Regions from separate parts of the Triticum aestivum genome. Here region 1 is linked to region 2. Evidence: chromatin contacts called from public Hi-C data. All regions are on one chromosome and are shown on one strand. The core of a region is the stretch at or near the end of the contact, and the rest is flanking DNA. Distances in the headings are between cores, read along the strand shown. Region 1 holds the start of LOC123165609. Region 2 holds the start of LOC123170333.

What was found. Hi-C and Micro-C count contacts between places; a contact is called where the count stands out from the background.
Region 1: a Hi-C map of an unstated tissue shows a contact between it and region 2, with 5 times the contacts expected there. The contact joins the promoter of LOC123165609 here to the promoter of LOC123170333 in region 2. A contact is called at or near these places in 5 of 5 Hi-C or Micro-C datasets (leaf, root and an unstated tissue) and 1 of 1 datasets of contacts at active chromatin or transcription factors (leaf).

Annotation. Positions count from the first base shown.
Region 1 is chr7D:464,297,773-464,305,070 of IWGSC CS RefSeq v2.1, reverse strand. LOC123165609 reads left to right here and starts at 1,854. Exons shown (of 5, transcript XM_044583294.1): 1 at 1,854-2,269; 2 at 2,516-2,710; 3 at 2,797-2,895; 4 at 2,973-3,041; 5 at 3,140-3,433. The coding sequence starts at 1,983. The coding sequence ends at 3,236.
Region 2 is chr7D:464,127,653-464,134,527 of IWGSC CS RefSeq v2.1, reverse strand. LOC123170333 reads right to left here and starts at 1,792. Exons shown (of 3, transcript XM_044588181.1): 1 at 1,262-1,792; 2 at 98-181. The coding sequence starts at 1,427.

The DNA.
Region 1 (7,298 bases), core at 605-3,104, 170 kb before region 2:
CAACAATTTTTAAAATACTTGTTGAACATTTTTCAAATACTCTTTTAGTATTTTTCATATACTCGTTAACACTTTTTAATACTTATTCAACATTTTTTAAATATTTGTTCAACATTTTATGAATGCTTGATCAACATTTTTCGAATGCGTCATTCACATTTTTTGAATACTTGTTCAACATTGTTTTTAAATACTTGTTCAACATTTTCCGAATGCGTCATTAACATTTTTCAAATACTTGCTCAACATCTTTTTCAGATACTTGTTCAACATATATTGAATGCATGATAACATTTTTCAAATACTTATTCACATTTTCAAAATGTTTTTTAAGAGTTTTTCAACATTTTCCAAATGTTTTTAGAGTTTTTTAATATATATTCAAAATATTTTGAAGTATAAACAAAAATTACAAACATAAAAAAACAAAAACAGAAGGCCGTGCCTAAGGGCATATAAGTCGAAGTAGATTCTTCTTTTCTCTCAAAAAAATCACTTCCCAAACTGTACAAGCTTCTTCCAAAGCATACGACTTTCTAGATGTATATGACGATCTCTAGACAGACGGATTTTATGTGAATCATATGATGAACTACCACATAAGTGGATATATAGGAAAGGAATCGAAATCTGCCGAATCGCTCATTAAAAAAAGAAAAGAAAAACAGGCTGTGGCCTCGCTCGCGCGAGGGCCGGCCCATATTGCTCGCCCCCTTCAGCGAGTCGGGAGTTACACTCGCTGAAGGCGAGGAATAGGGGCGCCCTGCTTAGGGGGTGGGTGGGTCGTGTCCCTATTTATCGCCGTGCGCGCACCCTCTTTCTCATTTTCTGTCTTTGTTTATTCTTGTTTCAAAAGGTTGCAAAATCCCCATAAAATGTTTGAGAAATCATAAAATGTTCATGGATTTTTTTCCACATATTTATAAAATTTTCATGAGTTTAAATAAAAATGTTCATGGATTCGAAATATGTCCAAGAATTTTATTAAAAAAAATGTTTGCATGCTAAAAAGTGTTCACAATTTTATAAAGAAAGGTGTTCCCCAAAACAAAAAATGTCCGCAAGTTTAGAAAATTTTCGTGAATAAAAAAATTATGATTGTTTAAAACATGTTCGCAAAACCCAAAAACTGTTTTTGAATTTCAAAAAATCCATCAATTTAAATTTTTTAATTGATTCAAATGTTCATGAATTTGAAAATTGTTCACGATCACGAAATGAAACATGTTCATGATTTCGAAAACATTTCCACTATTTATGTGCAATTTTTTTAAAATTGTTCCGAAAATGAAAAAATAAAAAGGGAAAATGAAAGAAATAATGAAAAAAAGAACTGGTTGAGGAAGGTTCTATAACCTTCCAAAAACCGGAACAAGCTATATGGGGCCGGCCCTACCTGACGTAGCGTTGAAGGGGGGGGGGGGATGGGTGGGTGCTCGCGAGTCGCTAACCAGCAACCCACATGTCAAATAGAATCGACACGCTTAAGGCGCCAAATAAGCCCCAGTTGACAGCAACTGGTTGAGGGGTAGCCCTTGCGTGAGCCCAAAAAGCGTCACCTGGGTTGGGCTGAGAGCATACCACTTGATGCGCTCTCAGCCACCGCCATGTGTCACACTGGGCGCTCCCTTGGATTATTTTCCGTACATGTTTTCTGGTTTGAGAGAATTCCTTATTTGGCCCTTTATTAAAATCTGGTTCCTTTTTTGGCCCTAAAAATTTTATTTTTCCTTTTTTGACACAACAACTTCATTTTCTTCCTTCCTTGACATTTCCGTTAGTTTTTGCTGTTAACACCATCAACCGCGACTTGAAATGTCATTTTTGCCCCTGTTGTAGGACGCTGAAAGAAAAAACAGAAAAACAAAATCCTGCACACCGAACCGTCGCGAGCCCTTCTTCTCCCGATTCCCCTTCTGCTCGATCCCTAAGAGACTCGATCCCTAACCCTACACAGCGGCGGCGCGAGGCTGGAAGAGCGGATGGAGGAGGGCGTGGCCGACGCTGCTACGGGTGGAGGGATGGACGGAGAGGTGGAGGAAGGCCACGGCGCTGCACCGGCCTCGTCCTCGGGCGACCATGGCGGGCAGGCGAAGGGCGGCCATGGCGGGATGAAGCAAGACGGTCAAGGCGCGGCGCCGGAGGGCGGCCATGGCGGGGAGGTGGAGGACAGGCAAGGTGCGGCGTCGGAGGGCGGCCATGGCGGGGAGGTGGAGGGCGGTCAAGGTGCGACGGCCACAGATGCAAGTACTCCGGCATGGCTAGAAGGGTAAGTGCCTCTCTTCTCTAGATTTGAGTATTTGCTTCACCTCTATTCATATAAAACAGTGTACTTAGAGATGGATTGAAGACTCATCAGTGTACTTAGAGATGGGTATTTTGCTTTCACAGGATGGATCCAAACTCAACTTCTTTACTGAAAATCAAATTGCTTGGCAACCCCCAAAAAGCTAGGAAGGATATCAAATGCTTTTGTCATGATAAGGTTATTGATTCCGACTGACATTGCTGGTAGGCCATGGATTCTTCATGTTTCCACACTGCTAAAAGCCACAGCGGGTAGGCCTAAAACTGAGAGGTATAAAGGTTGCGGTGAGAAAAAAAGAAAAAGCGGCCAACACTTATGCCCTATTTGTAAGGACTATGGGCATCATTGGCACAAATTCAAGAAGGGTAACCCAGATGACATTGCTGCTATTTTAGCTGTGAGGTAATAAATTTAATTGCATAACTTGCTTCACATGCATTCTTTTTTGTAAAAACCGTACATGTTAACTACTTTTTTGTTTCGTGTAGAGGACCACCAAAGAAGAGGACAAAGACCACCAAATCAGCTCAATCATCAATTGTGCCTTGTGAGGATGATGCTCCATCAGCCATATGTTTTCCGCCAAGGTTAGCAATTTTAAACTCATGCTCATAATTAAATGAAAGCTTGATTTTGTATTCTAATCACATTCTTGTCACAATAGCCAAATCTTGGAGAAACAAATAAGGAAAAAGGGAAAGGTGGTAAATCTTGGACCAGGAGGAGCAAAAAGGTAGCCTATGGTAGTTACGAAATTTAGTTCTAGTGTTATGTTATGCATTGTTCTATTTTTAACCTGGGCTACTATATGTGATGTATGTGTATGTCTAGATCAAGAACGCAACCCATTTGTGGTGAACATGATGTCGCCAACAAGAAAACACATGTTGCTGTGAACACACGAAGCAAACGAAGACTTAGTTTGTGATTCTGATGTGATTACTTTCCGTATCATGTTTCATTTGGAAACTTTTGAGCTGTTTATATGACCTGGGCACTTCTACGTACTATATGTAACCTTTTGTGGACCTGGACTATTGCATGTCACATTTATGTGTGTGGAGGACCAAATATATGGATTGTTTGCATATATGTGTACCTGGGCCAAGTATGTGTGATTCTTTTGTTCGCATATATGTGAAGCTGCTCCAAATATGTGATAATTTGTGCATATGTGAATTGTATAGGGGATATGGCATCAAAATACAAGGGTGGCTTTATCCAAATTTTCAATTTAAATTGAAGATGTGATTTGAATAAAAAATTGTTACGTGGATATGCTAAATAGCAGATTTTGTTTCATTCGGTAATATATTCCAGTTCATATTGCCATTGCTTTTGACTTCCAGTTCACAATTTTGGTCACAAAATACATCAGGGGTAAAATGGACTTTTCATGTCGTATTTAACGGTGTTAGTTGTCAAAACTAACGGAAATGTCACAAAGGGAACAAAATGAAGTTTGAGTGTCAAAAAAGGAAGATTTTTCTTTCTAGGGCCAAAAAGGGAACCAAATTTTAAGAGAGGGCCAAATAAGGAATTCTCTCTTCTGGTTTTGGATAGTTTTTTTGGTTTTTGCCCGATTTCCCCAAGGTGTTTTAGATAAAAAGATATATATTTTTTTGCGTGAAAAAACGCATAATTTTTTCGTAAGAGCAACATGTTTGCTTCTTGTGGTGGCACATGTTTGCTTCCAGGAGAGCCACAATGGTGGCTCTTGAAAAGAAATGGAAAATATTTTTTCTTCTGCGAGACGCACATATTTGCTTCTTATGGAGGCACAGGATTGCTTCGCGATGCCTCTCGAAAAAGGATAAAAAAATACATTTTTTCTTCTACGTGAGGCATATATTTGCTTCTCACGGAGGCATATGTTTTTCGCGAAAGGCACAACTCTGCGTCTCAAAAATAGAAAAAGGATGTGTCTAGGGCACATCTAGATGTACTTTAGTTATTGCACATCTAAGTGAGTGAATCAAGCATAAAGGGGAAAAGAAAAAGGAAATAGAATATCCACACAGATCAGTGAAATAAGATTTAGATGTGCAATACTTATGGCACATCTAGACGTGTTTAGGAAAACTGATAGAAAAAACATGATTTTTTCTTCTTTTGCCAGAGGCTCATATTTGCTCCCGTGAGAGGCACAACCGTGCCTCAAAAAAGAGAAAACACATTTTTTTCCCGCGAGTGACACATATTTGCTTCGCATGGAGGCGCATATTTGTTTTCGCGAGGAAAAGGGAAAAATGTGAATAAACCATGCTTTTGGCTAGGTTTTTTTCCTGGTTTTTTTTTGTAAAAAATCCATCAAAATCTATTAACATAGATCTAATTTTTAAGACCCCGACGCGAGAACTCAGCGGTGAAAATGATTTGCGATTTGGACATACGGTTTAAAAAATAAAACATTTTGAATAAACAAATATAGAAAAAAGAGAAACTCATAGGGTATGACAAGTGGCATACATGCAGTGACCTATTGGCCGAAAGTAGAGATGGGAGTGAGCTTCACAAGGGGTACCCCTTAATTAGTATATTTAGACACCCCCCCCCCCCCCCCCCCCCCCCGCCCCCCAACAAAAAAAAGCAGAGACGATCTTTCGGCTATAGGCCTAATGCTGGCCCACATTGCAAGGCCCACTTTATACGGTATGCTGTACACAGCAGTTCGGCTCTTCGATCGCGGCAGCTATTTATCTCATTAAGCAATGCTACAGATTAAATCTCGCGTCGGGCCCTACAGTATGGGGCAACCCACTAGCGCATATTTTCAAAAAGGCGAGTTAAAAACCAGTGAGCGCGTTTGGGATCGATCATGCGATCTCCTCGTTGCCCGGCGGCTAACAACTGTACTGAGCTCAAGATCATGTACAGTAGATAAGGCATGACCTATTAGAAGGGAAAGAGCCGGCTTTTACACATTTTCCTTTTTTTCTTCGATTTTCTTTCTTTCTTGGTTTTCAACTTTTTTTTTCATTTTGTTTCTTTGTCTTTTATTTTATTTTTCTTCTCCATTCTTTTTGGGTTTCTTTTTTTTCTTCTAAATTTTTTATTTTTCTTTCTTTCTTTTTGTTTTTCATTCTACATTCTTATATACATGATAAACATTTTTCCAAATACTTGTTCTAAACTTCTCAAATACTTGTTCACCATTTATCAATCACTTATTTAACATTTTTATATGGATGATCAACATGTTTTCAAATAACTTTTTAACATTTTCAAATACTTGTTCAACATTTTTTGAATGTTTGATTAATATTTTTTAAATTCATTGTTCAACATTTTTCAAATACATGTTCAATTTTTTCGAACGCTTGATTAATATTTTTCAAATACTTGTTCAACATTTCTTTAAATATTTGATTAACATTTTTCAAATACTTGTTCAATATTTTTTGAATGTTTGATCAACATTTTTCAAATACTTGTTCAACATGTTTTGAATCATTGATCAACATTTCTCTGAATGCTACATTAAAATTTTCCAAATACTTGTTCGACATTTTTCAAATACTTATTCAACATTTTCCAAATATTTTTTCCAGAGTTTTTTGTAATATATATATTTAAAATACTTTAAAGTATAAACAAAAGTACAAAGTAAAACAAAAACGAAACCAGAAAACGTAAAAAAAGCAGAAAAACAGGCTGTGGCCTCGGTCGGGCGTGGGCCGGCCCATCTGAGCTCCTCCCGACGCGAGGCTGCCCCCTGTGCTTGCTTAAAGCCAGAAATAGTTTTCCTAAAAAAAAGCCAGAAATAGCGGTGCCCCTCTTCGATGGATTTTTTTTCAAAACTATGATGATTTTTGTAGCAAATTCGGAATCTATATGTGCTTATGCAAGAAAGTCAAAACTAGCACCCCGTCGGCCTCCGGTTGGCCGAAGAGTGGCTCTTCGGCCTGCTGTTGCCCGAAGAAGGCTCTTCAGCCTCGTGTTGGCCGAAGAGTGCCCCAACTGGGCCGAAAAGGACTCTTCAGACTCCTGTAGGCCGAAGAGTACTCTTTGGTCAACCGTAGGCCGAAGAGTCCTTGAGCCCCAACTTTTCGCGTGAACGGTTGGCCAAAGTTGCATGGCTGCGCTCTTCGACTGACTACATGCCCAGTATCTTGACCACAAATGTTGTGTGGCACGTAGTCTGACTCTTTCTCGTGTTGGCTAGCATCCACATCCGGAGGCTGTGACCCGGATAAACCTATCTCGTTAGCCACTTGACTCCCCTGGCCGGGTTCATACTCCATGTGCAATTGTACGGTATTCTCCTCCTTCGGCACAGGCTGCACTATGGCACATGGGTGGATTCTTCGGTCTCGGCAATGACTTAACAGGGTCAACCAATGTTGACTCCTATCTATTGGCATCAACTCCCACTTGACATTTTTACAGGATTTAGTCCACAATGCATGAATACTGACACAACATACTTCAGGATTCAGCTCAAAACTAGTAGTTAACTAGTACTTCAACTGTCTAATGTCCAATCTGTCCGAGTCTGAAAGTGTCATGATGCCATTTTTAAACTCGCTAAGATCAACCCCAACTCATTATATCGAACATTACCAGGGCCGTAGTAAACAGTCAAACTTACCGATTCAGACATTTTTACCTGCCAGACATTGCCATCTTCTCATTAATAAGAATGAATAAAATTATTACCCACTGCACTAACTATCCGCTCAAATGCCACGACAGACAATTTAACACTATATTTCGCATATATGACTTATCTAAACTAACTAAACTGTACAACTTCAAGAAAATTTGTGAGGACATTGTTATACCTTCGACGCGTGTGTCCCCGCCTTCTTGCTCCTCTCTTCAACTAAGCAGCACCGTCCAGCTCGCGGAGTACTTGCACCACCGGACAACGACAACACCACCGCCGCCCCCTCGACGACCGGAGGTTCAACACCGGATAACCCCCAAGCCGCACCTCCTCACCACCTCCTCCTACACAGCTACTGCTCCTCCTCACCATCACCTCCTC
Region 2 (6,875 bases), core at 543-3,042:
CTCTGCGTCCGAAAGCGAAAGTGCTTCTCGCAGCACCTGACGTCTTGAAAATTTCCTTTCTGGCTACGAGTTACGTGAGTTAGTTTTACATCGTTACCTCCATTTACACTGAAGAAATCGTCTTCACAGTCCGAGTCTAACCAAGGAGAGGCTTCGTAGAAAGCTTCATCTCTGCTGCTACCTGCATGGAAAATGATCGATAACTTAGTCGTGATGACAATTGGGTTCAAACACAATAATGACCATGATGAGAATAGCTCAACAACCACTAGACAACAATTATGCAGGAGTAGGACCCACGTTCCTCCTGCCGTTCATCATAAAGCAGAGGAAACGTGCATGCCCCTACTTTCTGACATGATTAAGAGATGCAGGGAATCAGCTCCAACATTCTGCGTAGAGAAATGCAAACAAAATATCTTGGTGCTTCCCTTTACTAGGGCAGCAAATCTTCCTGTGGAGAGCTACATATGCAAACAATCTTCATTATTCATTTGCTGTAATCTGATTATATGTTAGCCATAGTTTCGTAGGATAAGCCTTTTTTCTCCTGAACAGTACAGAAACTGACGCTTGCATATTGGGAAAGACAATTGCTTGAACTGAAGCTATCATCCAAGTAACCATCTAGTATTAGTGTTGCAGGCTATATCGCAACGCATGGATTCGATGACAAAATTTGCTAAAAACTAGAGAAAGAAATGCGTATATGATCTGCCATTGTTTTTCAGGAAATTCCACCATTTCTAAATTCCAAAAGCCAAAAATTGATGCATGACCACTTTGCAATAAGCAAAAAATTTGATAAAGAAAATTTATTGGCTCAAACGTCGCATTATGAGGCCGTACAACCACACAGAGTTGGTATCTGGACTCTGCATAATAGGATGCCACAGCCAAAAGGCAAACCAACTAAGGAAAAGCAACCGCCATGGTTCTACACGTACAGAAGATCAAGAAGACAACCTGGCCGATCTGGAGTATAAACCATCATCCATGCTGGGTAAAACCTACTCCCTCCGTCTCAAAATTCTTGTCTTAGATTTGTCTAAATACGGATGTATCTAACATTAAAACATAACTAGTTACATTCGTATTTAGACAAATTTAAGACAAAATTTTAGGACGGAGGGAGTACTTGGCTTCTCACTGCTCCTTTGAGCTCCCGCTTGATGAGAGTCAACAAAGGGAGACTATCCATGATCCACACCTACTACGAATGTCGAGACACACACAAGGCGAGAAGGAAAAGGAACACTACCATAGCCAGCGATTGTAGCCGATTCAGCCGGGAGGACGTTCTCAGGCGCCACTTGCCTGCTATTGGAGCCACCCCCGCTTCCACCATCAACATCTCCGGTAGATTGCAACGGGGCCGACGAGCCCTTCTTCGCCCTTGAACGCTTGCCCCTGCGGATCAACTTCATGCCCCCCCAGCTCCTGCTCCACTTTGCAAGGTCAAACAAACATGTAGCATGGGTATTCAGAGTTGACACGAGCTAGAGATCTGACGCAACGTGCAGAGTCAGCGGGAGATGATTTGTTTTAGGGGGGAAGCAGAGTGGACTGTGGCTTCCAGTGTGGACATCTAGAGGCAAAGCAGCATGATATACGGATCTGGCTTGGGGTTTGTGCAAGAGAAGAGATGGGCTCATAAAAAGGTTCATTGGTTGTGTCGTGTGTATGAGATACGCATATGGACCTGTTTGAGTGAGCAAAGCTGCTTGTTTTGGGCAAGAGATGGGAATGTGAGGAGTGATGGTGGTTGGAAGGTTGCTCCAATGCTAACCCTGCCGTTCTGAGAAATATGCAACCACTTTATGATCCGCTGCAGGAATGGTGGGGTTAACTGAACTTATTTTTATTACTCCCTCCGTCTAGGTGTGTAAGTCATCTTACGAAAACCAAATATTCCCAAAACACTTAGGCGCGGTACATTAACTCTCATCTCGTTTCTTGTTTCGTGACATATCAACCAATAAGAGATGTGAGCCATGAATGCTTTAAATGACTTGAGACAACAAACACGACATGCAGTGGTCAGTTCATTGCATGCAATGTTATTAATTAGCAAAAAACATTAAGTTCTCTCATTTTCCCCTCCACTTTGGTCGCAGTGCGCAGCCTAAGATGACTTACACACCTAGACGGAGGGAGTAAAATTTATGATATGAAAATGTGCGCAGAAGATTTACGGTTGGTGAACAGAACTTCCTAGTTTGGTCAGCGGCTTTACTTTTTTTGTTGGTAGCTTACCAAGCCGGCCACTTGGTGGCTTTATTGTTGGTTGTGTGCATCAAGTAACGCAGAGGGCAGGGTTACCCCCCCCCCCCCGGCACACACACAAAAGATTGGCCGCGTTATACAAAGACTTCTTCGGGTGGAGATATACCCCCCTTAAAAGAGATTACGAATCTCAAAGATGAAGAAAAATGTATTTTGTTGCTTTAGCATTCGGAGATGGATGATAATCCCCACGCATAGGAAAAAAATGAATTCTTGATTGATCTAATGAGAGAGAAACTAGTACGGCGTACGGTGGCGGAAGGGACCGTAATGGTTGGCCACTTGCGAAATGCAGCAATGTCATACTCGCTCACCATAGTGAGAAGGGGTGATGTGATTGAGCTCAACGACGAACTGCCATGGCAGGGTGGGTCATGTTCTTGTCGTGTGATTGCAACAGCCGAGTATTCTCATTCGTGGCGGAACACCGGCCAGGGGCTGCCTTGGTTTTCGACCGTCGACCTATTGAGGCCACGATCTCGGCCATCGAGAACCTCCCATTCTTGGTTAAGGAGTTGGTTGGGCTGTCATGGACATGAAGCACTCCTATGCTCCCGGGCCAGATGGGTTAATTGTCTACTTATGGAAATTCTAGGACCATATCAAGGTAGTGATCATGCCGATGTTCCAGGAATTGTACACTGGCACGCTTGATATGTCCCGCCTAAACTTCGATGTGATAACCCTGATCCCCAAGATGATGGGGGGTGGCCACGGGTATCAAGCACATTAGGTCGATGGTAGTGATCAATGCGATCCACTGAATCTTTGCGAAGGTGTGTGCGATTAGGCTTGTCTCGTTGGCTAATAGACTCAGACAACCTAACCGGTTTGCCTTTATTAAGGGGCAATCCTCGACGAGATTCTTATACTCCATGAGGTTATCCACGAGGTTAAGGCCCAATGGCAAAGGGGCGTCCACCTCATGCTAGATTTCCAGAAGGCGTATGATAGCTTGGATTCCTCCTTCCCCCACTAGGTTTCTGAATAGAGGGGATTTTTGATTGCTAGATTTGCTAGGCCATGTAGATCATCACTAGTGGTTGCACGGTTGTCAACATTAATGTGGAAGTTGTAGGATCGCAAGTATGTCTAGAGGGGGCTGATTAGACTACTTGACAAATAAAAACTTAACATTTTCCTAATTTTAGTTATAAGCAAGTTTTAGCAAATCTAACAAGTCTTGTCACACCCTACACATGCAAGTCTAAGATAGTAGGCCGCGAAAAGTAAAGACTTTGCATAGAAACGTAAAGGAGGGTTTGGAGAAGATCAAACGCAATGAAGACACAGTGATTTTTCTCGTGGTTCTGATAGGTGGTGATATCATACATCTACGTTGATAGAGACTTCAACCCACGGATGGTAATGACTGCACGAGTCCACGGGCTCCATCCACGAAGGGTCCACGAAGAATCAACCTTGTCTATGCCATCATGGCTGACGCCCATGAAGGACTAACCTCACTCAGGGTAAATCTTCACGAAGTAGGCAATCTCCCTGCGGTTACAAACCTTGGTTGAACTCGACATCTTGGAGGCTCCCAAGTGACACCTAACCAATCTAGGAGACACCACTCTCCAAAAGGTAATAGATGTTGTTGATAATGAACTCCTCACTCTTCTTCTTCAAAAGATAGTCTCCTCAACATGCAATCAGTCTCTCACAGATTTGGCTACGTGGTAGGAGAAGGATTGGAGTGAAAAGCAACTTGAGGGGGCTAGAAATCAAGGATCAAAGGTTGGAGCCCCTGATTTCAACACAAGTGCAGATGGTTCCCTCTCAGAAAATGAATATGGGAAGTGGTAGTTTCGTCCTGGTTGCTCTTTGAGACTTGATGGAATGGGTGGGGGTATATATAGGCAACACCAAAAATACAACCGTTACACACCTTTATGCACTACTCGGTGGGACTGGGTGAAAACACTCGGTGAGAGCGACTAGTACACAAGGTATGAACTTTAGGCTTTTTGGTGAGACCGGATGGAACAGCTCGGTGGGACCGAATGGTGATGACCTAATCACTTTCCACACTTCGGTGAGACCGACCGAAACCACTCGAAATTTCTGACATGAAATCGATAAGCAATAGAAGGTCGACAAGTGCTCTTCGGTGAGAGCGAAGGGTCATCTCGGTGGGATCGAGTTGCTGGGGTTTAGGTAGTGGCTATGTCAAGTGTTTCTCGGTGGGTCCGACTAGATGTGTTTCGGTGGGACCGAGATAGGCTCTAGGGATTTGGACATAGAAGGAAGGGAGAGTGTGGAGGGTTTTGGTGCAATAACTATAAGCACTTGAGCAAATAGATCATGATCAAAACATCATCCCCTTATAATAGTATTGGCTTTCCTGTGGACTAAATGTGATCTTGGATCACTCAACCAAAAATGTAGAGTCTTGAAGCTTTGCCATTGTTTTCCTTTGCATTTTTAGGGGTCCATATTCACGTCTCGTCACCATACCTAGATTGAACTTTCCTCAAAGATTCCCTGTGTAGGCATTAGTTAAATGATGAATATGTTGTTATGAATTACCAAAACCACCTGGGGATTAGTTGCACTTTCAATCTCCCCCTTTCTGGTAATTGATGACAACATATAGATCAAATCTTTGACATAAGATATAATCATTGCATAACATCGTCGCTTTGAGAAGTATGTGATAAGCAAGAGCTCCCCCTAATTTGTGCATTATTAATTTTTTTTTGCATTTGAATACAAATGCATAATCGATTAGGATCATGGGGTGACTCTTCCATGCCACCTACATCTTGGTGGAGCGCATAAAAGAATATGGATGGAATGTAATAAGCACTCATCACCAAGCACACACGTGAATGACCATGATATCAAGCATAGTCAAAGGATACGTAGCACGAGAAGCAAATAAAGTACAGTCAAGCACACCACATAAGTTCTACATCCAAAGCAAATCATTGTATCTCAAAAGCAAATCGAATAAAATGCAAAAACAGATAGACTCTCTCGCTTGAAGCCCTAATGATCTATTGTATCACTCTCCCCCTTTGGCAACAAGTTACAAAAAAGATCGAATGATGTAGAGCTAAGCGTCGCTAGGCTCGATCCACGACAGCTAGTGATGAAGTAGTCCTCTCACTAGCAGCACCGGTGTGGGTCAATGGAGTGGAGAGAAGTCCGTATGTCAATGCCTCTGATGAAGTCTGCTAGACTAGTGGTATAGATACAGGGGTGGCACAATTGTGGTTGGGGCAATAGTGGGAGCTGATATGGGCTGTGTCCGATACTATGTGGTCATCTGCTCATCAGAATCACTCAACCGCGCCTCAGCATCTTCCTTAAGGTTCTGCAAGCCAGTGGCCATCTCTATCGCCTTGACATCAAGAAAATGGAACTTAGTTTCGATGATCCGCTCTAGGCTCTCCTGGTTCATCATAAGGTTAGCTAGGCCTTACTCGACCCTCTGGGTAGCTAAGAGTACATAGGTCATCTGATCACTCTTGGTCTTGGGCATCTCCACACTAGAAGTACTAGGCCCACTGGTTGGCTTAGCAGCCCTAGCAGCCTCAGCTTGCTCGTGAGCAGCAGCAGAGCTAGGATGGGAGGGATCCATGGTGAAGGTGCAATCACTACAAAAAATGCTCTACTTTACGACGTTTCACTTGTGTCACACAAAACCGGTTTTTTATGCAAAATGTACTGGTGACGATTTTCAGCCGTCAACCCCACCGTCACCGAAGCGCCGTCACAAAAAATAAAATCTTGACGGTACCACTCCCTCCGTCACGCAAGATCGCACCTTAGGTGACGAACCCAAAAATGTCACTGACGGTCGTTTTTGGTGACGGCCTAGAATGACACATATGATAGGAAAATCTCTTGCCTAAGATCGTCTTTGGTGACGATAATCCGTCACCAATGACCGGTCCGCGGGTTTGACCGGTCAAAGATTTTGACAACTAGGGCCAGCAGTTGCCGACATGGCTACTTCCATGTGGCTCCGTTGTGGGTTTTATCGCTGATTGTCCCATCAGTAATAAGTCGGCGTCAGTTTTGACCGGCCAACGCTGCTAACATGTGAGCCCAGAAGATGCTGACATGGTTGCTTACATGTGGGTCCGGATGATGACGTGGCTGCTTACAAGTGGGTCCGGACGATGCTAACGTGGCTGCTTACAAGTGGGGGCACGACTGTGGTGACGGCTTCAATTTTTGTCACCAATATCGTCGCATGTTCTTGATAGCGTCAAATTGTGCACGGTTTGATTTTGTAGGCCAATTTAAATTTGAATTAGAGAAAAATTGAAATTTAACATTGCCATGACAACTTTAATTATAATAACAATGAGATTTGACATTTGTAGTAGCACTGGTCCACATATTAAAATGGGCATCCAAATGGCATGTTATCAAGCATGAGAAATAAGACACGGGACGGGCGTCATCAGTCTGACCAGACTCCCCTTCTTGTCTTTGAACACTTCCAGTTCTAATCGAAGCGGACTCGCTTGGAAGTTGGGGGCGCGACTATGTCTCGCCTTCAGTGAGAGGGTAGGAACCCTCGCTGGAGGGGAGACCGTGATGGGCAGGTCCAGGAGTGCAGGACGCCATAG